Linked DNA regions of Hordeum vulgare: region 2 is linked to region 1. Evidence: chromatin contacts called from public Hi-C data. All regions are on one chromosome and are shown on one strand. The core of a region is the stretch at or near the end of the contact, and the rest is flanking DNA. Distances in the headings are between cores, read along the strand shown.

Region 1 (3,619 bases), core at 442-2,941:
GGAGCAGTTGAGCAGCGTCGCCCCCACGCTCGAGAACAACGACCGAGGGGTCCCGCCACCGCCGCGCCGTCAGGGCTTTGGCCCTTACACAAATATGTAAACATCATATTTATAACTGGAAACACAGATCCATATTTTCAATTTGTTTCCTATCTTTTCCGGTGACTGTTAGCCTATCCTGTTATGTATACGAGATTATTTGCTCTCTCATGCTCAGTTGTTTTACAGAAACATTGTAACACTAACATATCCTTTTTACTAATTCCATAGTTTATGATGATTGGCATCAGACACACCTTCAACATATACCAACTATATCTCATAAAAGTACGAAACAGAATGGTGTCGTGGAGGCGTGTATCGTGTGATGTATAACTCCGACAAAGACCATTTTTGGAGCTGCTAGCTTCCGTAAGGGCGTCGCCGAAAGAAAGTAACGTATCCCCGCAAAAGAAAGAAAGTGTTGCAATTAAAAAGATTGTACTTTTTTGTGGGAATTTAAAGAGAATATACTGCGGGCATCAACTTTTTTCGATCTAAAAAGAGTGTGAACAAGCGTTGTAGGAATATACCAAGACGACATGCCCGGAATAATAAGGGCATGTACAACAGGGTACAGTCAGCAAAATAGCTGACATGGGAGAGAGAGTTCTAGCGACGGCCGGTTGCCGCATACTCCCTCCGTCCGGTAATAAGTGTACATTTTCATTTTCTGTCAGTCAAACTAGTTAAATTTTGACTAACTTTATTAAAAAAGATGCTAGCATTTATGACATCAAATTAGTATGAATAGATTTATCTTTATATGAAGTTTTCAAATATATCATTTTCATGTTATATATGTTGCTACTATCTTTTTTTTATAAAGTTGGTTAAATTGTAAAAAAATTGACTAAGTAAAAATCTATATGTACATTTATTTGTGGACGGAGGGAGTATATCGCTAGATATAGCCGGATCTTTTCCCGTTGTACGACCGCATGGTTTACCACAGACCGCATCGTGGGTAGGAAATCCCTTACAATATGCACGCACGTTATGAAATTTTAGACCAGCCTAACGACAATCCATTGTAGTACTCCCTCCGTTCCTAAGTCTTTAAAGAGGTTTCATTAGTGGACTACATACGGATGTATATAGGCATACTTTAGAGTATAGATTCACTCATTTTGCTTCGTATGTAGACTTTTAATGAAATATTTTAAAAGACTTATATTTAGAAACGGAGGGAGCAGTTGTCTGCAAATGACGTGGAGGGATATTATAGACAACAGCCGTCTAATCTGTTGTAGATGCCCTAACAAAGAAACCCGAACCTAAAAGAAAACGTGGAGAAATATTTTCACAAGGCACAGCGTTTTGTTAAGGTAGCCTACCTATTTTTAGTTACCGTGGAGAAGATATTTCTCTTTTGGAACGTGGAGCCGTTTCGCAGCCCGTGTTCGCAACGCAACGCGAGGTAGGCATATCCCCCGCTATCCGGGAAGGAAGGAAACGTTTTATTTACCGCCTGCCATTCACGGCGCTCAGTCAGCGTGCCAGCCAAAACAGTCCAAAAATATTCGAGAAGGCGACGCCAATTCCGCCTCCTCCTTCAATTCCCTCCACCCTCCCCACATCCACCCCACCCCACCCCCTCCCCCCCGCCGCCTATAAGATCGCCAGGCGGAGCCGGGCGCACGCCATTTCCTTCCCCCCCTCCCTCCCCCCGCCCGCCGTGCTGCTACCCGCAGTCGCGCACCGATCTGCTTCGCCGCGCCAGTCTAGCCGTCGCCGCTCCCTCCCTCTCTCTGCCTGCCTGCATGGCGTCCACGCCGGCGGGCATCTACGGCAGGCTGAACAGGACGAGCACGCGGGCCTTCCTCGCATACTTCGCCGGCGGAGCCGCCTGCGCCGCCGCCCTCGCCTGCTTCGTCGTCGTCGCCTCCACCGCCGCGCCCAATGGCGCGCCCCGCCTCTCCTCCCGCTCCGCTCGCGTCTGGCCCGTAAGCTACCCCGCCCCGCCCCGCCCCCTTCGAGCCTAACCCCTCGCACGCTCGTGTGGTGTTTGTCGGCTGACCCCCCCGTCTCGCTTCAGGACCTCGAGTTCAACTGGCGGCTCGTGGTGGCCACCGTCGTCGGCTTCCTCGGCTCCGCGTTCGGCACCGTCGGCGGCGTCGGCGGCGGCGGCATCTTCGTGCCCCTCCTCAACCTCGTCCTCGGCTTCGACACCAAGTCCGCCGCCGCGCTCTCCAAATGTAAGCCGCCCGCTCTACCACCCGTCTCGACCGTCCGACGGGTCGATTCTGCTCACACGCGTGGAATTTTTGTCTTGCTTGCGCGCAGGCATGATCATGGGGGCGTCGGCGTCGTCGGTCTGGTACAACCTGCAGGTGTCGCACCCGACCAAGGAGGCGCCGGTGCTCGACTACAAGCTCGCGCTGCTCTTCCAGCCCATGCTCATGCTCGGGATCACCATCGGCGTCGAGCTCAGCGTCGTCTTCCCCTACTGGCTCATCACCGTCCTCATCATCATCCTCTTCGTAGGTTGGTGTCCTCGCTCGATCGATCGTGCTGCCACAACGTGCCGTTAATAATAAAGCCATGCCCTGACTTTCGTGCTGGCGGCCTAGCTCCTTTGTGTGCCTTGTCAGTCAGATCACTAAAGTGGACGTTTTTTTTGGCGCGTGATCAACTCCTTGCAGGAACCTCCTCGCGGTCCTTCTACAAAGGCATCCTCATGTGGAGGGAGGAGACAAGGATCCTGGTTAGTTCTTGTCACATTGGCCCTGCCCCTGTTACCTGCCTTAACATTAATAGGATTGTGTTGTGAACATCCTTGTGTGAATGATTGCAGATGGAGACACGGGAGCGAGAAACCCAGTCCAAGTCTTCTGGTGCCAGTGCTACCAACGATGGTACTACTAACTTTTTACTTGCATCGAAGTTTCCAGTCAGTATCCATTTTTCTCATTTTTAACATGCTGTAATTTTTTTACTCAATATCTGCAGTGGTTCTTGACCCGAGTTATGCAGAGCCTCTCCTGCCCCAGTCTAAGCCCACGCAGAAGTCTGGCCTGGTAAGCCACAAATACTTGCCACTTTGAACTCTGAGGCTTTTCTGACCTGAACATATAACTAAGATCGATTGGTTGCTGTTAGATACACCTTTCGAAGCAACCATATGATTAGGATAGTTTATCTTCCGAGGGTGACATGATTAGCGAAGTTAACACAGTATTTTTTATGATTCTCTGGTTTAGAGTAACTTTGGCGGATGCCCTTAACATGCAACAGCACAACAAAACCCCAAAAGTACAGCTTGTCAATTTGTGCCCTAATAATTGAGTCCATGTTTTTTTTATTCCAGGAGACTTTGATGTTCAACTTGAGGTGGAAGCATATCCTAGTGCTACTGGCTGTTTGGTCATCTTTCTTGGTGCTGCAGATACTGAAGGTCTCTTTCATATGCATCATGGCAGTAGTTCCATACTTTTAATGTTGTCTAGTTGATAACCTTTAGGAACATAAACTGATTGGATTTGACAGTGACATGGTTGTTTGTCACCCCCTTTCTCACATAAGCCATAAGTACAGTAGCAAAGCACATCTTACATGTGCTGTGTATGAAGTGTCCACG
Region 2 (3,619 bases), core at 742-3,241, 96 kb before region 1:
AAAATGGTTCTCAAAATAGAAATATATGTTCGTATTTTTTAAAATGTTCGCAAATTTGAAAAAATGATCGTGTTTTAGAAAAACGTTCAATTTTTGAAAACTCTTCGTTTTGAAAAGACATGGTTTTTAAAACATTTTGACATTTGAAGAAAATCGAATTCATGGGCAATATCTGTTGGTTTAGCTTTGCCCAGTTGCAAACACTGGGCTTCCGTGGGCAATTGGCCTTTCCCTATTTATTCCTCCATTATATTTTGTTTTCTCATCCACACTGCTATGGCGTCGACTATATCTCTGAAATCTCTAGTTAAGGGATACCCATATCTTAAAAAAAACTAGTTAAGGGATACCCCTTACCAACTCACTCTTCGCCTTCTCTGGCGCTAAGAAGTGACACACATCACAGCCTGGAAGTTTTTTCTTTTTGTAGTTTCGTTTAATCAAAACATTTTATCTCTTGAACTGCGCATCCAGACACCAAGCTGTTTTTAATGTTGGATTTCGCTTTGATATCTTCGAAACTAAGTCTCATGTTAATAGGTTTTGATCAGTTTTTTTCACGAAAATACCAAAAAAAAAAGAAGGAAGAAAACCGGCAAAAAGTAAAAATAAAAATAGAAGAAAAAACCTGCAGCCTGGAAAACACACTTGAGGTTCTCACTTTTTTTTTGAGGGGGGGAGGGGGGACACATGGATGTACTTCTCATAGAAGTACAACCTGTGGTTTTCCCTTTTTACAATAAATCATTACAGTGATTTTCCCTTATCGAGTGCTTCTCGTGGAATCATAGTTTGTGCTTCTGATGAAAAGCACACATAATGCTTTTTAAGAGGAAAATATGTGACTCTGACAAAGAGCTTGGGCATAACAAATTGGTGCTTCCAGAAAAAACACAATTCCTTGTGCTTCTTGAAAAAAGAAATATTCCAGCAAAACCTAGGGAAAGCGAGACAAGAACCTAAAAAAAGTTTTAAACCCTAAAAATCAATAAAAAAAATAAAAAAATGCCCAGTGCGGGACATATGATGACGGCTAGGCGCACCATTTGACACACTCTAAAAAATATCCGTGCGGGAGCCCCAAAGGGTAACCGTAAATTAATTTCTCTCTTATATCATGCTTATAGCGAGTCCTATGGTTTAAACGCGTCAACCCACTTCTCCTCGTTCAGGCCGAGGACCCACTTCTACTCGTCCACTCGCTCAATTAGGATCGACCCCTTGCCATACTATTCTTTTTCTTCACATTTTTGTTTGTTTTATTTTTCACTTTTGGTTTTTGTTTGTTTTCTTTGTTTTGTCACGGTTTCCTTCTGTTTTTTCTACTTTTTTTTTCCTGTTTCACCTTTTTGTGTTCCTTTCGCAATTTTTGGAGGTTTTTTAATTCTTTTTTCTTCTTGTACTAGATAGTTATGAGACCGTTGTGCTAAGTTCCTATAATACCAGCACACCAGAACAACAATTATCGTTGATGAAGAGAAGCATAGATCGAAAAGATCCAACTTGTAGGCACACGAATGAAGACTGGATTCACGTGGATGCATCAAAGACAAACGCCGACCGAATCCCATAGAATCTGTTGGAAACAAAAATCTTCACACTCCCTGATCCGACAATGCTAGAAGCACCGCTGAGACGGGTGCTAGACGGGAAGAATATTATTTCATCTCAAAGAGTTGTCGTTGTAACATCTCTCTGAACATGACACAAATCCTGATAAAACTCAAATAAGCCTTAAAAAAGAGCTGACCAGCGGCCAACAAGGTTGCGCCTCTATGACCCTACGGCCACAAGAGACAAAGCTGACCAGCGACGGCGCCAACAAGAGGCAGGAGAAACCCTAACGGCGGTGGGTCCTAGCGTACTAGTGGCGCCTAAAAAGCGCGGTCACGTTGGCGCCACGACGAAGCCAAACTCCAAAGTAGATCCATGCATGGCCTTCCCAAAGGATACGATGCATGACGCGTCTCCTGTTCATGTTCACCTCGTTTCGTCCTCATGCGCGCTGTAGCCCGTGGGCGCTTCGGCCGGGAGCGCGGCGTCGTACGACCGAAGCAAACGCGAACAGCGACGTACGTGCTACGCTCCACGCCCTCTGGATCGAGCCTCTATCCATTCACAGCAACGGTTGGCCCATGTTTTTCTTTCAATTATTATTACTGGTATCCTTTTATTTTGAATAGACAAGAAAAAAAAACCCGAAGCGAGTAGTGAATTTGCATCGCCGTACAAATTTGTGTGGCCAGAGAGGCCCGGATGATGATGCTCAACGACAGCGAGCGGGGGCTCGCCGGGACCGTGGGACGGCAAGCAAGCCCTAAAAGATCTTCGCTGGATCATCGTCATCGTCATCATCGTCAGTCGCCACCTGCATTTTGTGATGCCCGGAGATCGACGGGCCGACGAACGATGGTGGTGCCGCTGGAATATTTGCGAGAGGGAGATGGCAAATTAACGCAGGCACAGCGACATATTCTTTCCTGCTTTTTTTTTGGCGGAAAGAGGCGGGATATCGCTGCCGAACCCGACGCATATATTCGTTTGAGTTTTTGTTTTCGGCAAGGAAACCTGTCTCCGAAACATTTCCGCAACGTTCGTTTAATGGAGTTTTATTAGCGTGATGCGTATGCGATGGGAAATCCCGATCTAGAAAACGCTGAACGTGGATGCATATTGGAGAGACCGTATTGTACTTGACTTTGTGCATGTTTCTGGTCTGCTTCCGGATCGCTCTCGATATTAACTTCAACGGCGAGTTCATACATCAATTCCCGCGGCGGCTGGGCCCACGTGCGGCGCGGGTGGACGTGGGTGCATACACAGTCCATGACTGCTTACCATGTGGCCATCGGCAAGTAAATGCATGGCCACTCATGACCGTCATGTCATGTTGCTCTAGCTGGATCGCTGACTTGTCCTATCTCTCTCGCGACCAAACCTCTCTCTCGCCACCCCGCTTCGCCTCCCCGACGGCGGCGGGGAACCCTAGCCGCGCCGCCTCGGCCCCCTCCCCACCTCGTCCCACCTCCTCGCCGCCGCCTGAGGCAGCCGCCGGGCAAGCCCGAGGCATCAAGGATGGTGGTGGCGGGATCTCGGCTAACCTGGCTCTGCGTGGGGAGTCTCGGATATGGAGCGGCGGCTCCTTTTGGCGAGGCACGGCAGGCTATGGCGAACAGCTGTACGGGCGGTGGATCTGGCGTCATGGCCGTACGGGCGGCGGGATCCCGGTGGTCGTTGGCGGCTGGTGGCGGCTTCTGCGACGGTCGGTGCGCGCGATCTGACGCCTCCCCTCCTCCTCTGTTCGGCATGCGGACCATCCTGGTCGGGCCGCGCTTCCCTTGGTCGCCGGTTCTGTACAGGAGGCGCTGCTGGTGGCGGGGATCTAGTTCGGGCGAAATCCCTGGCCGGCCATGGCCGGCCGCGCCGACGGCGTTGCCTTGGGCGCCGTTCCCCTCCTTGGAGGCGTCGGTATGAACTGATCTCCTCACTTCCCCTTTTCCTAGGTCTCCCGGGCGAGAGCCCTAACTTTGTCGGGCGGCGGCGGCACTCATGGCGTCGCTACCTTCTTGAAGGCACCGCTTTGGGAACCTTGGGGTTGGGTGGTGCTTGTGGGTGGTGG

The links. A called contact is a pair of places that touch in the nucleus more often than the background predicts.
Region 2: a Hi-C map of leaf shows a contact between it and region 1, with 6 times the contacts expected there. The contact joins the enhancer-like site here to the promoter of LOC123447639 in region 1. A contact is called at or near these places in 3 of 6 Hi-C or Micro-C datasets (leaf and seedling).

What each region holds. Positions count from the first base shown.
Region 1 is chr4H:23,885,293-23,888,911 of MorexV3_pseudomolecules_assembly, reverse strand. LOC123447639 (sulfite exporter TauE/SafE family protein 4) reads left to right here and starts at 1,691. Exons shown (of 12, transcript XM_045124249.1): 1 at 1,691-1,985; 2 at 2,078-2,237; 3 at 2,326-2,526; 4 at 2,685-2,746; 5 at 2,837-2,897; 6 at 2,992-3,059; 7 at 3,350-3,436. The coding sequence starts at 1,803.
Region 2 is chr4H:23,981,508-23,985,126 of MorexV3_pseudomolecules_assembly, reverse strand. No RefSeq gene overlaps it. Among protein-coding and RNA genes, the nearest start is that of LOC123447639, 96 kb to the right of the region's middle. Within about 2 kb of position 1,991, at least 3 of the 3 cell types and tissues checked have open chromatin away from gene starts, as enhancers often do. A contact at or near this core is called in leaf and seedling, where this site is marked.